Linked DNA regions of Xenopus laevis: region 2 is linked to region 1. A link is a contact called in public Hi-C data. All regions are on one chromosome and are shown on one strand. Each heading gives the region's core, a stretch centred on a gene start, on an enhancer-like site or on the middle of the called end of the contact. The rest is flanking DNA. Distances are from core to core; before and after follow the strand shown. Region 1 overlaps tmcc1.S (transmembrane and coiled-coil domains protein 1). Region 2 holds the start of tmcc1.S (transmembrane and coiled-coil domains protein 1).

The links. A called contact is a pair of places that touch in the nucleus more often than the background predicts.
Region 2: a contact with region 1 is called in a Hi-C map of the XTC cell line, with 3 times the contacts expected there. The contact joins the promoter of tmcc1.S here to the enhancer-like site in region 1. A contact is called at or near these places in 2 of 4 Hi-C or Micro-C datasets (the XL177 cell line and the XTC cell line).

Annotation. Positions count from the first base shown.
Region 1 is chr4S:111,120,116-111,125,698 of Xenopus_laevis_v10.1, forward strand. It overlaps tmcc1.S (transmembrane and coiled-coil domains protein 1), which reads right to left. Exons shown (of 8, transcript XM_018261364.2): 5 at 926-1,186. Among protein-coding and RNA genes, the nearest start is that of plxnd1.S, 30 kb to the left of the region's middle. Within about 2 kb of position 2,161, at least 1 of the 7 cell types and tissues checked has an H3K27ac peak or open chromatin away from gene starts, as enhancers often do.
Region 2 is chr4S:111,219,093-111,224,675 of Xenopus_laevis_v10.1, forward strand. tmcc1.S (transmembrane and coiled-coil domains protein 1) reads right to left here and starts at 3,326. Exons shown (of 8, transcript XM_018261364.2): 1 at 3,218-3,326.

The DNA.
Region 1 (5,583 bases), core at 911-3,410:
GGGTGGCCCCACACACGGGCCAATAAGCTGTCGACTTGGTCTGTCGGCAGCTTTTATCCGCCAGTGTATGGGGGCCTTACAGATAGTTTGTTTTTAGGTTTCAAACCTGAAAAAGTCAGATGAAAAAGGCAAATAATTAAAAAACTGTAAAAAATAAACAATGAAGACCAATTGAGATGTTGCTAAGAAGTGGCCATTCTACAAATTACTAAAAGTTAACTTAAAGGGATCCTGTCATCGGTTTTTTCAAAACACATCAGTTAATAGTGCTACTCCAGCAGAATTCTGCACTGAAATCCATTTCTCAAAAGAGCAAACAGATTTTTTTATATTCAATTTTGAAATCGGACATGGGGCTAGACATATTGTGAATTTCCCAGCTGCCCCTGGTCATGTGACTTGTGCCTGCACTTTAGGAGAGAAATGCTTTCTGGCAGGCTGCTGTTTTTCCTTCTCAATGTAACTGAAGGAGTTTCAGTGGGACATGGGTTTTTACTATTGAGTGTTGTTCTTAGATCTACCAGGGAGCTGTTATCTTGTGTTAGGGAGCTGTTATCTGGTTACCTTCCCATTGTTCTTTTGTTTGGCTGCTGGGGGGGGGGGGGAAGGGAGGGGTGATATCACTCCAACTTGCAGTACAGCAGTAAAGAGTGATTGAAGTTTATCAGAGCACAAGTCACATGACTTGGGGCAGCTGGGAAATTGACAATATGTCTAGCCCCATGTCAGATTTCAAAATTGAATATAAAATCTGTTTGCTCTTTTGAGAAATGGATTTCAGTGCAGAATTCTGCGGGAGCAGCACCATTAACTGATTCATTTTGAAAAAAATTTTTTTTCCCATGACAGTATCCCTTTAAGTTTTAGGAAAGGTTTATATCACCTTTATGAACCAAAAACAACTTTAACTGCCTGTAGTCCTCACCTGCTTGATGCGGGCCCCCTGCTGCCTGTCAGCATTGTTTGCCAGCTTGAGGTATTCCGCTACGTTGTCGTCTCTCGCCGTCTGCTCAATTTTGATTTGCTCTGTCAGTTTGAGGATCTTCTGCTGCAGCTGCAGGATGGCGGCTTTGGTTCGCTGTGGATCCGGAGTTCCATCAACCCCGTCTGTGCCGAGCATTCCGTCTGCACCCGAGGACACCATGCTGGACGCCTGTGAGAGGTTGCCCCCTTCCAGCCGGTCGAGCTGTGGGAGAATAACAGTAATGATTATTTATATACACTGACAAATGATTCATTAATAACATTTCACATTTACCCCCAACTAAACTTGATACAGACACAGGAATCTCTGTCTTTATAATGTAAAACTCAGTACAATTGGGTAGCGAACAGGCAGTGCTTATAGGACAGACCAAGGCAAGGATGTATTTGAGAATTAAACACCCAGCAGCCTTAAAGGAACAGTTCAGTGTAAAAATAAAAACTGGGTATATAGATAGGCTATGCAAAATAAAAAATGTTTCTAATAGAGTTAGTTAGGCAAAAATGTAATGTATAAAGACTGGAGTGACTGGATGTCTAACATAATAGCCAGAACACTACTTCCTGCTTTTCAACTCTCTTAACTCTGAGTTAGTCAGTGACTTGAAGGGGGGCCACATGGGACATAACTGTTCAGTGAGTTTGCAATTGATCCTCAGCATTCAGCTCAGATTCAAAAGCAACAGATATGACCCATGTGCCCCCCTCAAGTCTCTGATTACTGTCTGGTAACCAATCAGTGGAAACCAAGAGAGCTGAAAAGCAGGAAGTAGTGTTCTGGCTATTATGTTACACATCCAGTCACTCCAGCCTTTATACATTACATTTTTGGCTAACTAACTATATTAGAGACATTTTTTATTTTGCACAGCCTAAACTATTTACCTAGTTTTTATTTACACTGAACAATTCCTTTAAATAGATATTTGGCGGTATTCAAGTTCACAGCAGCCTTGCTGCTTAGACGTCTAAGCCACTACAGCAGAGACGGGGTTAATCCCCTGTGTTTAACAGACAGCACAATTATTGCTTTAGGGGGGGGGGGGTAAGATTTTCTTGTCACAGTTCCCCATCCGATGTAATCCGTAAATCCCCATGGTGGTCAGTGGTCAGGAGTTTTGCATGAGGGATTAGAGGTACCAGGGCCTTCCTTCCCTAGAAACAATGACCCATTCTTAGTGGCCAGAGGAGGCCCTGTGTGAAGCTCCTGTTCCATTAACAAGGGGAGGGCACAGATCTGGGCCTCTGACGGGTCATGTGCTTTTGCTTAATCCCCCCCTCCCAGTGCTGGTCACACTCCCTTCTTGATTCCAATGGCAGTTTATATGGGGTGGGTAGCTCACAGAACATCATTTATACATGGGTACAGAGCAAATGCCAGAGGGGCTGCCATAAGCTGCCATAGAAAGTCACTATTTCGTGGGCTGGTGGGGGGGCTGATTGGCCCTCTCTGTACTTGGAATGCCAGGCCCTATTTTCTTAGGGATGCATCGAATCCACAATTTTGGATTCGGTCAAACCCCCGAATCCTTCATGAAAGATTCAGCCGAATAGCGAACCGAATCCGAACCCTAATTTGCATATGCAAATTAAAGTGGGAAGGGGAAACATTTTTTACTTCCTTGTTTTGTGACATAAAGTCACGCGGTTTCCCTCCCCACCCCTAATTTCCATATGCAAATTAGGATTCGAATTCGGTTCGGCCGGTGGAAGGATTCGCCCGAATCTGAATCCTGCTTAAAAAGGCTGAATCCCAAACCGAATCCTGGATTCGGTGCATCCCTAATTCTCATCCCTCCCAACTGTCCCATTTTCAGCAGGACAGTCCCTCTTTTGACAGCTCAACCTGCAGTCCCTCATTTGTACTGGAAAGTCCTGTTTTTCTCTGCATTGAATGGCCAGGAAAAGAAACAGCCACATCTGCAGATAAGATACGTTTCTAACAATTTCTAGATGAGCAAATAAGTCATTTTAACAATATAAGATAACATGTCTCTTGGGAAAAGTTAGACTAACAGCTAAGGGTAAAGGCACACGGGCAGATTCGGGGAGATTAGTCGCCCCGGCAACAAATCACCTCTTCTTCGGGGCGTCAATTTCCCCGAACTGCCTTCCCCTACCTTCCTGCCGGCTATAATGAAAAATTGCCAGCGGGACAGCACTCCCGGCGCTTTCCGAAGTCGCCTGAAGTTTCCTCTACGAAAATGAAGCACCGCCATTTTTCAATATTTCTGTACCATCAAATTTTTTTGGACACTCACAACGTATATGAGGAGGCCGAGGTTCCCTGCCCTGAGCCTTCAGCTTAAAGGAACAGCAACATCAAAAAATGAAATGGTATAGATATATTGCAGTGTTGCCCTGCACTGGTAAAACTGCTGTTTGCTTCAGAAACACTACTATTGTTTATATAAATAAACTGCTGTGTAGCCATGGGGGAAGCCATTCAAAAAAGAAAAGGCTCAGGTTACACAGCAGATAGCAGAAAAGTTCTGTAGAACATGTTATCTGTTATCCATATAGCCATATAGCCTTTTTCCAATTTCCACCATTGCTACACAGTAGCCTGTTTATATGAACTAAAGTAGTGTTTCTGAAGCAAATAGATCAGTTTTACCAGTGCAGGGCAACACTACATGATATTTTCATTAATTTAAAAAACTTAAAAATGTTGGTGCTGTTCCTGTTCCTTTAAAGGAGAGCAGATATCACCATGTTGTTTGTAGAGTAGGCACTCTAGAGCACTAGAGCAGTCCTCCAGGCAGTTGCTGTTTAAAAAAAAAAGGTGTTTATTAAAGTTCAAGCATAGATTACAGCCTTACGCGTTTCGTGTTCTCACAACACTTAGTCATAGGCCTATGAACTGGAGGACGGCTCTCTGAGTGCCTGCTCTTCAAACAAGACTGTGATATCCAATAATTCTGCGTTCAGAAGGAGGCACAGGACTGACCACGGGGCAGAATCTCCTGTACGCAAGTGGGTTATTTACAGAGAGGCATCCACGGATTATTATGCCCATGCCATACACGAGTGTAAAAACAGGGTGAAAGTTTGCAGGGAGTCTAGCACTGGCCAATACTTGGCAATGAGAATGAAGCGCTGCATGTAATAGGGTGCCAAAAGCAGCAGTATCAGTCTATCTACTGTATCTACAGGATCTGTTCCTGCCTGATATCCATCTCACACTCACGTTAACTGTCAGTTTCAGGCTTTGCTTGTCCTGCTATGCTGTGCCCTCCTTCGGCAATACCCAGACTGGCCCACATGCACCTGGGCTCGCTCAATGACTACTATAATGTACTATGTTCAGCACAATAAATCTATAAGAAGCAAACCATGGAGCCCCCTATCTATCAGACACTCAGTGCAGTCTAACTCATACTCCTGGCACTAGGGAGCTGCAGGGGTTCATTCGAAAGCTTGATACCGACCCCAGGTGCAGCCCAGTATCCCCACGTCCTGGTCGCATTTCAAGACTAATTCTATTTCAGGGCACACATGCAGCCCGGATTCCTCGACACATGAAATGCACAGCTGCAACAGACACATGACTCTATCCCTATAGATTGCTATCAGCAGATCCCATGTGCCCCGATCTCTCACCTCCTGCTTGCGTAGCCTCAGTATTTGCTCCCAGTGCATGTCTATTTTCTCTCACCTCCTGCATGCCTCTCACTTCTCAGCTGCTCCTCAGCCACTGCCGAGGTATCTCACCACCTGAAACTGTCAGTCAGGGGATGAGTCCCTGGCCCCGCCTCTGTGGGCGGAGCAGAGACTGGAAACGGCTGACCTAACCCCTTCACTGCCAAAGGGAGAGTGCTTGTCTGACGAGTGGTTCTAAATCACATCCTTGGTGTATGTTAATTGCACAGCAACACCTACAAATAGGAACCCGACAGCAACGTAATCAGTTTATAGCTTTCGTCACAGACTTAACAGTAGTTTATAAAATAATTACCTGACTATTTTCATTTGGTATCGGACTAATTAAATAACCCAGATGAGACGATGAGAGAGAATCTTGAGAGCAAAATCATTACAAGTGACAGCCTGTCCCTAACATATACTAAAGGTTATACAACTACCCTTAGATAAAAGAAGTATAAAATCACATTAATATAAAGAGCTAGTTTACTATACATGCTGATACTATGTACCCTTTATTTATATGGAACTAATATATTTCGCAGCAGTCCCTAATAGAGATTGCAATCTAAAGGTGGCCATAGACGTAGAGATGCGCTCGTTTGGCAATGACACCAAACGAGCGTATCTCTCCCCAAAATGCCCACATTAAAGTGGGCGATATCGGGCTGATCCAATTGTGGGCCCTGCGATTCCTGGATCTGCACCGAGGCTGGGGGGAGGAGGGAGGGGGTCTTCGTAGGGTAGGGGGGTACAGGTTTCTTAGTTGACGGCTGAATTCTCCTTTAAGGGATATATGTACTGTTAATATGAAAGAATTTTGTTATAACCGCAATACCTACCACCAAGTAGTCAAGGAAGTTGTCAGGAGAAAGAAAGAGGAATACAATTAGAAACCTTTCTCACATCTTTCCTAAGCAGAAGAACATCACAGCAGCCTCTTTCTTTCTCCTG
Region 2 (5,583 bases), core at 2,076-4,575, 100 kb after region 1:
TAGAAGGGGAATTTTGATAAGGAAAAGGTAAAAAGACAGATCAGGAAGTCATATTCAGATGCCCACCTTGAACCCAAGAGTTGAACTGATGTAAGAAAGCCAGATGATGTGAAACAGAGCACAATAACTCATTTGGGATGCGTTAGAAAAACAAGGCAAAAGATCTGCTCCAGATGGAAAGGCAGCAGGGCAGGAATGAGGAGAGGGAGGAAAACAGCTGAAATGTAAAGCAACGTATTAGAGCAGGTACAATAGAGTTGGCAGAAGCATCATAAAGCAAGAAAGCAGGTCCAAATTTATAGTGGAGAAGCAACAAAACAGCACAGGCTGGAGGTGAAGTACAGCCAAGGAACAGAGTTAGACAAAAAACACAAAAAAAAAAACACACGAGAGACCCACTAAAATTCACAACCTGACAATACAGGATCAGCAGGTTTGGACACACAAAAGAAAGTGCGCAGGCATAAAACAGCAGCATAGAAACAGGCAGATGCATAGAATAACAACACCGCCTAAATAACAAATGCTGAAGGTGGCCACATAATGGGGATTGGAAAGTTATAGGAGATTGCGTCCAGCTAGCCATACACTTGGGCTTGTCTGAACTGGGAGTCAAAACAGGCTCTGGCATTCCAAGTACAACAAGGCCCAAATAGCTCACACCAGCCCAATAAATAGTGACTGTCTGTGGTATCTTAAAGCAGCCAATCTGGCATTTGCCATAACCCACAGATTGCCAGCGCAGGCCTGCACTTGGGTGACCATAATAAACATTATAATACACAAAAGCCATGAATATCTTGTAAATTATATCCTTATAAACGGTGAGTTCTGATGTCATCAGTTATAAACGGTGAGTTCTGATGTCATTTCTGTCACATGACTCACTGAAATTTGTGTATTATAATAAATAAAGTACCCCCGGTTGTAAAATATGAGGATATTAGAAGTTACCTCGGAGTTCCATGACCTGTATAAAAACACTCGGCCTTCGGCCTCGTGTTTTTATATGGTCATGAAACTCCTCGGTAACTTATAATATCCTTATATTTTACAAGAGGGGGTACTTTATTCACTATATTATCTACTGTTCCATTTGTTCAAGCCAACAACCCAAACAATCTGGACAAGAGATGCTCAGCATGATTTCAGCAAAGATTATGACATTTTTAGTTTGTTCATATCAAATTTGATCCCACAGGATAAAAAGGTGAGTGTGCACTGACACCATTAACAAAGGTACTTGCATCCACACATGCTCCTCAGCAATGTAGGACAGGTGCCAATGTGCATGGATGCAAGGGAACCCTGGAATTAGCAGCAGCCTGAATCTGACAGTAATTCTCGGGGTGCATATCCACAATAGACCTGTGCAAAGTGAATTGGATGCAAATGCCATTATTTATGCTTTAGTCATGGCATTCACAGACACATGCAGTATGAGAAAAGAGTGTCTTAACTTTCATACTGGTGTCTGTTTTGGTAAATTGCAAGCATCATGGAGCATTATTGAGGATCATGAACAAGCTGTGCATTCTAAGTGGGAACCAGATATTATGTGGGTATTTTTGAATCCACATAATGAATGAATGAATGAAAATGCATTTACAAGAGTTTTCTCCTCATGTCTGTGTGGGGTCCCCATGGCTAGTCTCTACTTTCAAACCCAAAAACAAATAAAGGTGTTTAACTGGCTCCCCATAAACTGATCCTATGTGCGTGGACCATAGAGAACTTAGCCTGTAAGCTCCACTGGAGCAGGGACTGATGTGGATGAAGAATGATCACTGTAGAGTGCTGTGTAAGCATTGGGCTATCTAGACAATCCCACAGGTGTCCGATAGGGGGGGATAGGAATGGTCTGGATATTTCTGCTGCAGATGGTTAGAAGTACAGGGATGAATGAATGCCATAGATATGAAAAGGGGAAACAGTTGGGAAAAGCACGTTGGAAGGCTGTCAGGAAAACAGAAGAGCCACGGGAGGGAGAAGAAGAACAATGTATAACAAGGCCGGGTAGAGCAGTACATGGAAGAGACAGCAGAGCAACCCATATGGAAGAAGAAAACAGAAAGCCATGGCCCAGAAACAGAGGCAATACATTCCTGTATAGTGTAACACACAGAGGCAAGTAGCACTGCTCCCATGTTAATGCTAGAGCCTGCCAGTAACACAACCAGTTATCACCCAAATAACATTTGCATGCTCCATGTGCCCTTGCTGTGCCTCATTATTATTTCACATTTAGTTTACTCACACATTTAACACCATGTGCAGTTTTAATAATAAAGCAGCAATTCCAACCTGTGAGTGAGCATATCTCCAGCACTTGTTCAATCACAGCTCTCAGCATTCCCCGACAGCCTTTGCTTGGCACAAGCAGACTACATTGTTCAACTACAGCTCCCAGAATCCACTTACAGCCCTTGGCTGTCACCAGTAGCTATGAGGCAGCTTATATGCAAGAATACACCCAAATCTCCCAGCATCCCCTGGCAAACTTCATACTGCACAGTAACTACATCTCCAGCTTGGCTGAAACTATGGTTCCTAGCACCTCTGGCAGACCTTTCCCTTTCCTGGTCACCTGGGAGGGCAGGATGGAGAACTCGGTCACTACTTCTAATCAATGCAGGCATAATAAATACACAGAGGCTGCCACAGAAAAGATGGCACTGGCTGGTACAGATGCATGCATAGATGAAGATAGCTAGATAGACATATACAGATAGATAGATAGATAGATAGATAGATAGATAGATAGATAGATAGATAGATAGATAGATAGAAAAGACTAATGGCAAGCAGTCTGAGCATATACACTTCAAACACAACTAAACATACCAATTTCCTGAAGACTGTGCCCCGCCCCCCACCTTACATCAATACAAGGGAAAATGCATGAACACTGGGCAAATTTGCACCAGGGCAGTAACCCATAGCAACCAGCAAACATATTTTTCAGCCAGCTGCGGAAGAACTATGAAAGTAAACATCTGTCTTTCCGCCCTGGTTAAATGTCCAGAGGTAAATGTGCCCAGTGTTGGCAAATGAACCCCCTATGGAAATGCAGGGCAAGCCTGTAAGCGCATTCTTTCATTGATCACCCCTATCAGTAGCGCAAGAAGGACCTGTCGCTGCTCTAAGGCATAAATGTGTTCCCAGTGTGGCCATGCCAGTAGAACAGACATAGAACAGACATGTATTCTCTACTCACTCACTGATTTCTCCAGCAGCTCCAGTCCAGACTGAACACACCCGCTTTGCCTTCACTCGGCGTCAATCGTCATGACGCAGAGGGGGCGTGTCATCGTCCGGGCGGGGCTACGACGTTTAGTGATCGGCAAGGGACAGATAACTCCGCCCCAAGTCATCTGATGGAGCCGCGCCCACTGAGCATCTTTTCGCTCCCCGCAGCGCTGTAAAAATCGCAAATTCGTAGTCGCTGTGCTTGTAATCCGCTCAGTGACTCTGGCCAAGCGATATTGGCTTGGCGTTTTTGTTACATAGGGAGCGCCTCTGTACATGTTTGTAATGTAGATACAAATAACCCAAAACTCTCTGTCCCAATCTGCACTGCTGGTTCTGACGTTTGCAATAGTGCAGCAGCTCCTCCAGCCTACATTCACTTCCCACAATGCCTTGCATGCTTCACAGCAGGGACTGATAATCAGCTGCCCCTTTGCTACATTGTTGTCATAGTGAGAACCGCCAGTGCAGAGAATAACAGGAAACTAGAATGATATTTTTTTGCGTTAGAACAAATTTTATTTTTTATCTAGAATTCCCTTTAAAGAGGTTGTTCACCTTTAAATTAACTTTTAGTACAACGTAGAGAGTGATATTCTGAGACACTTTGCAATTGGTTTTCATTTTTTATTATTTGTGGGTGTTGAGTTATTGATCTTTTAATTCAGCAGCTCTCCAGTTTGCAATTTCCGCAATCTGGTTGCTGGGGTCAAAACTACCCTAGCAACCATGCACTGATTTGACTAAGAGACTGGAATAGGGGAGGCCTGAATAGAAAGATGAGTAATAAAAAAGTAGCAATAACAATAAATATGTAGTCTTACAGAACATTTGTTGTAGGATAGGGTCAGTGACCCCCCATTTGAAAGCTGGAAAGGATCAGAAGAAAGAGGCAAATAACTCAAAAAGTATAGCATATGAAGACCAATTGCAAAGTAGCTAGGCATTCTATTACATACTAAACGTTACCTCAAAGGTGAACCACCCCTTTTGCATCAGGGCTGTTTTAATAAACAGGTAAAGGGGGCATTTGTCTAAACGGGACCAAATGTCTTTATAAAGATCTTTATAATTAGTAGCTGGTATTGGGTTGTGAACCTGCGCCTGACCCTGTCTTGCCCACTCCAACCAGAGTCTGACTGACGATTCAGGGTCCAATGGCATAACTCCCAACTGTCCCGTCTTTAGAGGGACAGTCCCTCTTTTGACAGCTCAACCTGCAGTCCCTCATTTGTACTGGAATGTCCTGTTTTTCTCTGCACTCAACAGGCAGAAAAAGAAACAGAGTTTCTTACTTAATTGGCTTTTGGCAGAGAGCACAGAACAGCCACAAACAACAGAAGATAATATACATTTGTAACAATTCAAATGTATCTAGATAAGCAAATAAGTCATTGTAACAATATAAGTTAACAGATCCCTTGGGAAAATTTAAGGTCCCCATAGACGTGACGATTCTTGTTTGGTGAACGACCAATTTCAGTGCAGTCCGACCAATCCGTCAAATTATCGTGCGGTTAGTTGGATTCGAACGATCGTACCCAGTGCAATCTATCTATGTCTGCAGGGCCAAGCAGGCAGCTACCCTCAGTTTTCCTAGCAATATCGCCTTTTTAGTTGATGGACACATCGTACATTTATACGATTGTTTCGAGATAATCTTCGTCTCACAATAACGATGCGATCTTTTAAAAATCTTTACATCTATGGCCAGCTTTAGACGCACAGCTTAAAGGGCAATTCACCTTCATTAGCATAACTGTGATAACTGGAAAAAAAAACACAGAAATATGTTCAAACTTTTATAATCTTCAAATTATTTTAAAATGAACATGGTAATTAGAGGGTGTGGCCACAAAAATGGGCGTGGTCATAAAAATTCCATGCTACGCGCTGCAACTTTTTTGTCCCTCTTTATTTTTCCAAAATGTTGGGAGGTGTGCAATGGGACTGCGACTCAATGGCCCTTCTCCCAGTACCTAACCTCACACTGCTCCTAACATGCCCCCTGCGCTCGTGCCCGCATGCGCACTAATGCTGTATACTTTTTTTGGGGGGGGGGAGAGAGGCAACTGGAGTCATGTGCCGGACTGCTTGAATGACCTATACACAGTGCCATTTTTGCTAAGGTGAGAACCATGATTCAGGTTGTACTCTGGGGGGGGTGCGGAAAAAAAAACACAGGCGTCAACAAACGGAACACTCCTGGAACACCCCTGCCTGTATAAAATGAAGCAACAGCCGCTTTTATTGAGTGACCCACTGCCAAACTGGGATTCATAATATGCCCTGGCATTTCTGAAGGAGAAATAAATCCTAAAAATGAATGTGGCT